Regions from separate parts of the Rattus norvegicus genome. Here region 2 is linked to region 1. A link is a contact called in public Hi-C data. All regions are on one chromosome and are shown on one strand. Each heading gives the region's core, a stretch centred on a gene start, on an enhancer-like site or on the middle of the called end of the contact. The rest is flanking DNA. Distances are from core to core; before and after follow the strand shown.

Region 1 (4,152 bases), core at 812-3,311:
GACGTCAACTAACAAGCAGTACTAGGACAAAGAATTACAAAACACATATCGTGTAGTTACTAGAAATGCCACTGTATCAGAGGCCTGGTTATTAGACAAAGATGCTTCTAAAAAGAGAGAAAAAAAATTACGCATCCTAATTCTGTTCCAGGACAGCCAAGGCTACCCAGAGAAACCTTGTCTCAAAAAAATGTTGAAAAACAAAAAGTACACTTACTAACTTATGATCCAGGGAACACTAGTCTGGGTGTGCTAGCTTACATGCATCAGGGGCCTACACACCTTTAAATAACGTGACAATGTGCACTTCAGACTCTGTGAGCTAGTCTTCAGACAACTGAGTCTGCTGTTATAATGAAGGGTAGCAATAGGTGAATGGACATGGCTTTATGTAATAAAATATAAAGAGGTTCCCTCCAAGATCCCCATTCTCGGGTATATAAATGGGAATATGTGATTCCATCCCCTTGAGTGTGGGTGGAGTCTATTCTATAATTAGTTTACTATCACTTGATTCTGAATCAAAAAGAGGAGGCTCGGTCTAACTTGCTCAGAGGTGTCTGGGACCCCAATTCTTGTCCTTGTGAGAGCAGCAAGTGCTCTTAGCCACCGAGCCATCTCTCAGCCCTAAACTTTAAAAGCAATCTGGACCAGAGAAAAGCATTCCTATTAGCTTGGAAAAAAAGAAAAAGCAAAAATCCACCTCTGTGGACAGCTCAAAGTCCACAGGAGGAGACAGGTAGCCTGGGGAGCCAACAACGAGCCAGAAAGCAGAACCTCATTTTGCATTTACAAAAAGTAAAAAATAAATAGAATAAATTAATTTTAAAAAATCAGCCATTGGCTTAAACAAGCTTCAGGTGAGGGTTGCAACTCAGAGCACATTTGATAAGATCCAAGGGGGAGGATCCTGTTACACTGTAGCCATACTCTTAAACCACATGCACTGTGACTGCTGCTTACCAATGCAGCAGCATAACAAATGCATGGTGTCCAACGATCTCTATTTATAAACCAGCAGGTGGCTGGAGACAGCCTCTTATCTACCCTAGCCCTACCCCAGTACCACCACAACCCTCCCACGCCTGATAAAACCACCATCTCAAACTTGAGCGATGTGCTCTTCCTCAGTGACTATGGGCCAGGCCTGCTGGCACAGGCCTGCAAACTCATGGCTGCATGAGACACAGGCAGAGCAAAAGCCTGGGCAACTCAATAAGACCCTACCACAAAAAGCTATAAGAAGGGCTAGGCCCATCGCTCAGTGGAGAGGGCCTGCCGAGACACCGAACAGTTGAATGTGGCTTTTCCTAATTAAAGCTGCTAGGGAAACATGGATGTCTATGTCAAACGTTTCAATTTTCATGTATATTTTTTATTATTCATCATTCCAAAGACATCTTTATTCCTTTCAGTGATTCAAGACACAATATAAAGCTCTTTTTAAATGCTGACATATTGGGTGGGGCTGGAGAGATGGCTCAGTGGTTACGAGCATCGGCTGCTCTTCCTGAGGAGCCAGGTTCGATTCCCAGCACCCATGTGACAACAGCTGACATCTATCCAGTCCCAGGGAACGCAATGGCCTCTCAGAACCATGCACAGACTTGGTACCCAAACATATATTCAGGCAAAACACCCATATTCAAAAGATAAAAACATAAATGGGGGGATTAATATTATCATAGATGAACGTTGTAAGTCAGAATTCTTCAAGTTTATTCTATAATTAGTACAAAACTTGTCCAGAGGTCATATAACTTGCTCAACTCACTTGCACAAAAGTCTGGAATCGAGAATCCTTTTTCTGGCGAGACTTGATCATTTCCAGGGCGAAAGGCTGGTTACTGCAGAATGTGGCAGCAGCGTGCTTCAGCTTCTCCTCCCCTGGTCCACTGAACTGTGCCAAGAACACAGAGAAAGAGAAAGAAACACTGAGCATCCACCCGTGAGGCCAAGTGAGATGAAGGCAGCCACAGTCCTTTCGACATCCCAGGGAACATCCTTAAATGCAAGAGACGGGCTTTGTACATAGAGGCAGGAACAATGGTGCCACATGGATGACTCACCCTGACACCACAGGCCATGTGCCAACGTTTTTGTGCCAGTAGCCTAATGTATTATCTCTCAGTCTACACTGCTTGCAAATTAGAAAGGTTGACATCTGGAGAGTACGAGACACAAAATGTCTGGAGACTGTGATTACTGTTTCATTTCTATAGACTCTGACTCCATTACAAGAACACTCGCAATCCGTGTGTTAGGAGCTTTCCTTCCTACTCACTTCGATCACAAGTTGAGTGGGAACAGAAAGAAAATTCTCCACTGTGTCACCTGTGCAGGGACTAAAGGGGGACTGGGCATAGATCCATGAACTTACAAATCTCTTTTGCAACTACATATTATATACGCATACATGGTATGCCTCTTCCTAGTATCTTCCTCTCATAAATTTGTTTGTAATAATCCGTCTGTAGGTTTACTCAGACCCTCACCTGGAGGTTCTCAATGAAATGCTTAACAGCTGCTTTACCATGAGGCGGTCTCAGAAGGCAAACATACCTTTTCAGCTGTATACTATCACCTCTATTTTGTTTATTTTTGCTTGGGAGTGGTTCTCAACCTTCCTAATGCTGCAACCCTTTAGTGCAGTCCCTCCTGTTGTGGTGACCCCCAAGCATAAAATTATCTTGGTTGCTATTTCACAACTGTAATCTTGCTGCTGTTATGAACCGTAATGCATATATCTGTGTTTTCTGATGGTTTTAGACGACCTCTGCAAAAGGGTCAGTCCATTCCCCCAAAGAGGCCATGACCAACAGGCTAAGAACCACTGCACTAGGCTATCCAGGCTGCCTCACACCCCCAGCCATCCTGCCTGTGTCCTGAGTGTGGGTATTGCACACAGAACTTCGAAGCTCGCTTTCCCACCACTTTTACACTTTACAAACAAGTGCTCTGTACTTAGCCAAGAGGACTTTCTGTACAACAGTCCAATTTCTAAAACTCTATCACATGGGAAGGCATTCTATAAAATGTTCTTTTGTAGCTTATCTGTAGATGAATTATGTTCTTCAAGTAGGTTACATAAAATAGTATTCAAACTGGTTGGTCAAAGTTTATACTGTTATTTTCTTATGGATAGGATGCTCAGGCTAGGAATGTGGCCCAGCAGTTGAACCACTTGTGTCAGACCCACAGGGCCCTGATTTCAATCACTAGCACTGAAAGTAAGTGCTGAAGGACGAGACTGGCAAGGCTAACGGCAGGCATGCTGTCTGTCAGGAACTAGGAACACAGAACAGCTGGGCTTACTGAGAAAATGCCGGGATCCCAGCAGGTCTGCGGTCTCCTACGGGGCCAAGACTGAGAAAATTTCTCTAAACACTCTCTCTCTTCTCTCTTCCCTGCCCCCACCTCTCAATTCAGCACTTGAGAGCAGAGGCAGGCAGATCTGGGTGAGTCCAAGATCAACTGAAGCTACAAAATACCAGGCCTGCCAGGTCTAACTGCTGAGACCCTGTCTAAAGCAAAACAACCAGACTCCCACAGTTTTCCCACCATGCACTGGGTGACAGCAGAAGTCATGTGTCTTAAACGCCACTGTCTCTAGAACTATACAGTTTGTTCAACAGTTGACAATCGGAGGCTGGAGAGACGGCTGCATGGCTAAGAGCACTTGCTGCTCCTCTGAGGGCTTAGGTTCAGTTCCGAACGACCTACGGCTAACATCTCCAGGGAACCCAAACTGGGTCTAACGCCTTCTTCTCACCTCTGCGGGCACAAGCCGTGCAATGGTACACACACATACACACAGACAGGCAAGACAATCATATACACACAACAAAATAAATCAGTACAGTTAGACAAAGACAGGGAGGTGACAGTTATCACAGCCTCTGAATTCTGTCCTTATATTGGGAATAAGTTTAAGTCGTTTTCACTACTGACACTTATGAAGTATAATTGCCTAATATTATACGTGTTTAAGATCTGAACAGCAGAAGATGGCAAACATTTAAAAGATCTGAACAGCAGAAGATGGCAAACATTTAAACTGACAGGATGCACTACTCTCTCTCCTTTGAGACAAGGAACCAGTGTACCTGCATCTCAATGAGACGGAGCACTTAGTCTGACTGCATACTGATT
Region 2 (4,417 bases), core at 1,084-3,583, 290 kb after region 1:
CCTTCACCTATCCTGGCTTCCCATCTCCTCAACTGCGGAATCCCTGACTCTTTCTTCTCTTCTAGCATCCTGGACTAGGTCACACCAAGCAAGCCATCCCAACGTCAAGTGTGGCTTTCCGGGAGAATGGCTGTGATTATGTGGCCGCTGCTGAATTCTGCGTGGCTTTGGAAATCAGCCAAACTTGGGAGTCCCTGCCTTGGCCATCAACATTTCTACTGGAACAAAGAACTTCGAGAATGCTTCCCACTTACACAGGCTCTCAGAATCTCTCATTATACCTCCTCTGATGACCATCACAGAGGGGCGTTCAAGAACATGGAGGTGTCAAGAATGAGAAACCGGCAGTCACTATACCAGACTGACAGGGGTCCGGGAGCAAGGCCTGAGCTTGTCTCCAAGCTGACAAAGACTCACAGAGGACCCAGCATCTCCTCAAGCTCTTTCCTTTCTTCTTCCTTTCCCAACCCCTCCTAGGTCTCATGTAGCCTAGATCGATCTCCATCTCTTGCTGCTCTTGTCTCTACCTCCCACATTTGGAATTACAGGTCTGCACCTCGGCTTTAAGCTCTTTCTTTCTCTGCTGTTTGTTTTTCCTTTCGTATTTTTATGAAACAGGGTCTCCCTATGTAGTTACGGCTGGCCTCGAACTCAGCAATCCACCTGCCTCAGCCTCCCATGTACCGGGATTATAGGTCTGAACTATCATACATAGTTGCTTCTTCTCTTTCTTTTTCCTTTCCTTTCTTCTTTCTATGCCCCATGCTCCTCTTCTTTACTATTATTTTTCCCCCTCTATGTTTTGGCTTAGGATCTTGCTCTGTAGCCCAGGCTGATCCTGAACTAACTATGTAGCCCCAAACCAATGGCATTCTTCTTGCCTCCCCTGTCCTAGAGCTGACATTTCAGTAGTGAAGCACTTCACCTTGCTCTTTAGGCTCCTTGTCCATGGATCTTAGGAACTTTGATGCTGCCAGAGGCTTTCAATAGAACACAAAGATGGTGGGATTGAGGAAGGTCGGAGAGGAAGCCACCTAGGGGCTTTAGACTAGGGGCCTATATGGGAAGCAAGACTCCTGTTCCGGGCCACCCAGCTGTCATCATTCTTTGCCGGGAGTCAGAGCCTGACAAAGCAGGCAGGACACAGGTTAGAGTAGTAGCAGGAACCAGACCCAGGGCAGAGAGGAGTTGACTGAGCCTGCCCTGGGAGGCTGGTTGAGCGGTGGTGTGGCGACACCCTGTGGTGAAAATGGGAACTACATCTTGGTTCACTGAAAGGTCTGGGAGGTGCTTTAGGCAGCAGCCCCTACTATGAGAAGCAATGACGCAAGCTCAGCTACTGCCCACCTTCTAGTTGCACTTACTAGAAGCCTTACATTACCCCCACAAGGCCTCAGTTTCTTCACCTGTGAAATGGGATGTACCAGCAGGTTGTGCTAGTCAAGGGGACAGATGCTTATCCCAAGGTCTAGCATGGAAAACCAGTCAAAGAAAGGCTGGCCATCGCTGGAAAGAGGACCTCTTTCCCATGTCACATAGTTAGAAGGGAACCTACTGTGTTTTACTGGAAGCAGAGTTTGGACCCCGAGCTGATAATGGTTCTTAGGGTGGAGAGAGTTACATATCATCTTAGGTGGGGCGAAAGAAAGTCGATTGGCCACATCTGGTTTTTATTATATTTTTTAGCAAGCCTGCTCTGCAAACAAGAGAACTGGATCTGTGGCCCCTGGCGTGACTTGGAATGATCTGTCACCCTTCTATTCTTTTTAAAGATTTATTTATTTTATTTATAGATGGTTGCAAGCCACCATGTGGTTGCTGGGATTTGAACTCAGGACCTCTGGAAGAGCAGTCAGTGCTCTTAACCACTGAGCCATCTCTCCAGCCCCACCCTTCTATTCTTAAAGAGGAGACCACGGGCTGTAGGGATCCCACTGGCCTGGGAGACATGAGTTAGGGCCATGGAACTGGATGCTACCTCAATCCTCTATTTCCAGACTTGGCCAGGGGTGGGTGACAGTTGTGTGTGTCTCTTTTGAGTCCCTTTGTCACCCACCCAGCTCTTATAGGAGTCTCCTGAGAGACCTGGGCCTGAACACCTTCCCTTTCTCTCCCTTGTGCATGCTTCTCCAAGGAGGACAGCCAGGAAATTGTTGGAGAAAGAAGTTGGGTGTGGCCTTATGTATCTGTGACTCTGATCATGTGCTCTAACTGTTTTCAGGAGAGCTGGCCCCACACCAGCCCTTGTTTTCTTCCTTCATCCTGAAGAGGAACAGCCCGAGCCAAGAATGAGCTGGATGAATCAAGCAGCCACTGGCTGAGTGATTCAGGCCACTGGGGGTGGGGTGGCCTCCTGTGCTGGGATCCTGCCCAGAAGCAGGGTGGGACCTCTCCTTGTAACATGCTAGAGCTGGCCCAAGGAGACGGAGCTCTTGGAGCTCAGGTGTCAATGGTCTCCCTGCCCCACCTGCTCTCAGTCCTGGGACATTTGGCAGGGCTTGTCCATTGTCTGTACACCTCTGTGATGGGTAAGGGGTCTGAGATGTGGCCATGGTACGGCAGGCAGCCCACTCTGCTGCATCATACCTGGCACTGGCCAGCTCAACCTGTGAGGCAGCAATCTGGATCCTAGGGTCCTGGCATCTGTGCTCCTAAGAATGGCATAGAAAGTGGGGCTGTGGGCTGGGTTGAGGGAGAGCTGGAGCAGAGAAAGGAGTTGCAAGTCTGGGTGGTAATAGGGACTTAGGGAAATGGGCAAGGTTAGGAAGTGGGGAACCAGTATGGTTGACGATTTCTGTGGGAGACCAGAATTCTTAGCCAGAGGTTAGAGGATATAAGTCCTACCTCCAGAGAGCAGAGTCCCGTGGGTCACATACTGCGCACATGACCACAGCACGGTCATGAATGTACACATGGTCAAGACAGACCTATGCTCAGGCCTAAATGTGGTCTTACCCTTCTTGCTGGCTGAGGGCAGTTCACCACCTTGTTCAGTGTGTCATGGATGCTATATTTTTTTACCCTGACAAGGGTCAAGAAGATCTTCCTTAGGGCACTCTGGGAATCAGGGGTTGAGGGGGGCAGTACCTAAATCCTGCCAGCCACAGAAGCTGCCACATTAGCAGTTGTCCCTGCAGCCGATAGCCTCAGGCTCCAGGCAGAGGCCCGCTGTTGCTTCCTTCATTGCTCTGGTGCTCTGTGGTGGGCTGGGCTTGTCTGTCAGGGTGGTCTCTGCCCTGTAGCTAGTTATTTAAAGTCCCTCTAGCTCAGGGAATTGTCAGTGTCTAGCACCCTTGTTCCTGTTCCTCACAAGCTGAGTAATCCTGGGAAGTTGGTCCTCTGGGCCCCTGGTTCTTCACCAGATTGGTGACAAGAGAAACCTGCTTCAGAAGACACTTGGGAGCAGAAAGTGTGCCACTGTGCCCGGTTAACAAACTCTTGCTGATTGCCTGCTCGGTGCTCACTGTGAGTTTACAGAAACGTAGGAATTCAGTCTGATGCCTACCCCAGGGAGGGGCCACCCTTCTAGAGATAGAAACACTGACCCTGATAGAAACCGTACCCTGGGCGAAGCCCTACCCCCAATACATGCAACAGAGGAACCTGGTTTAAAACAGGAACCTTGCTGGAATATGTGTTTGAGAGCAGCCCTCTCCCTGCTACAGGGAATCCGAGGGCGATCATAAAACACATCCCGGCGCTGGCCAAAAAACAGGTCTATGTGGGGGAGGGGGGCAGCCATCAAAGCCTAGCGAGCCTAGGCAGGTCGGTCAGCGCTGGGAGCCAGAGAGGCCCAGGCTTCCCACCGCTCCCACGGACCGACAGCCACGCTGCAGTGCCTCACATCACCGCACCGGGGCGCACGTCTGCCCACCTCTCGGTCCCTCTTCAAGCCCCCTCTGTCGGCCCTTTGTCTCAGAGGTTCTTTCTACATTTCACTTAGGAAAAAGAAAAAGATGCCTACCGCTTGAATAGCGTTTGGAGATGACCTCCCTTGGACTGAGTAATTTGATTTGCTTCCCCAGGCCAGTGGCCATGAAGGTGACATTTAGAGTCAAGTCACTGGTGGAAGACGGCCATCCATTCATTAAGCGCCTACTCATAAGCTCAGCTATGAGTGATAGCCTGTGAGACTTTGCTCAGCTATTGGTCATCTTAGCGACTTGGGGCTGCCTCCTGAAAGCAGTGGGAGGCTGCTGCAGGGAGGTCGGCAGGGTGTAACAGAGGGAGGTGGCAGGCAAGGCATGTTTGTTTTGGAGTGATCTCTGTGACTGCTGAGAATGGATTCGAGTCAGGGTGCTCTGAGACAGCAGCCAGGGTCACTAGAGACGTTAGAGATGTCCCAGTGGTCATGGTGTCAGGGCTACAGTCTTACTGAATTTATCTGGGTGTGTTAGAACACCCCTGGAATCCCAGC

What was found. A called contact is a pair of places that touch in the nucleus more often than the background predicts.
Region 2: a contact with region 1 is called in a Hi-C map of Schwann cells, with 5 times the contacts expected there. The contact joins two enhancer-like sites. A contact is called at or near these places in 6 of 12 Hi-C or Micro-C datasets (Schwann cells, frontal cortex, hepatocytes and 3 more).

What each region holds. Positions count from the first base shown.
Region 1 is chr8:52,265,495-52,269,646 of GRCr8, forward strand. It overlaps Arhgef12 (Rho guanine nucleotide exchange factor 12), which reads right to left. Exons shown (of 41, transcript NM_001013246.2): 28 at 1,775-1,900. Among named protein-coding and RNA genes, the nearest start is that of Arhgef12, 100 kb to the right of the region's middle. Within about 2 kb of position 2,062, at least 15 of the 93 cell types and tissues checked have an H3K27ac peak or open chromatin away from gene starts, as enhancers often do. A contact at or near this core is called in Schwann cells, where this site is marked.
Region 2 is chr8:52,551,243-52,555,659 of GRCr8, forward strand. No RefSeq gene overlaps it. Among named protein-coding and RNA genes, the nearest start is that of Trim29, 26 kb to the right of the region's middle. Within about 2 kb of position 2,334, at least 15 of the 93 cell types and tissues checked have an H3K27ac peak or open chromatin away from gene starts, as enhancers often do. A contact at or near this core is called in Schwann cells, where this site is marked.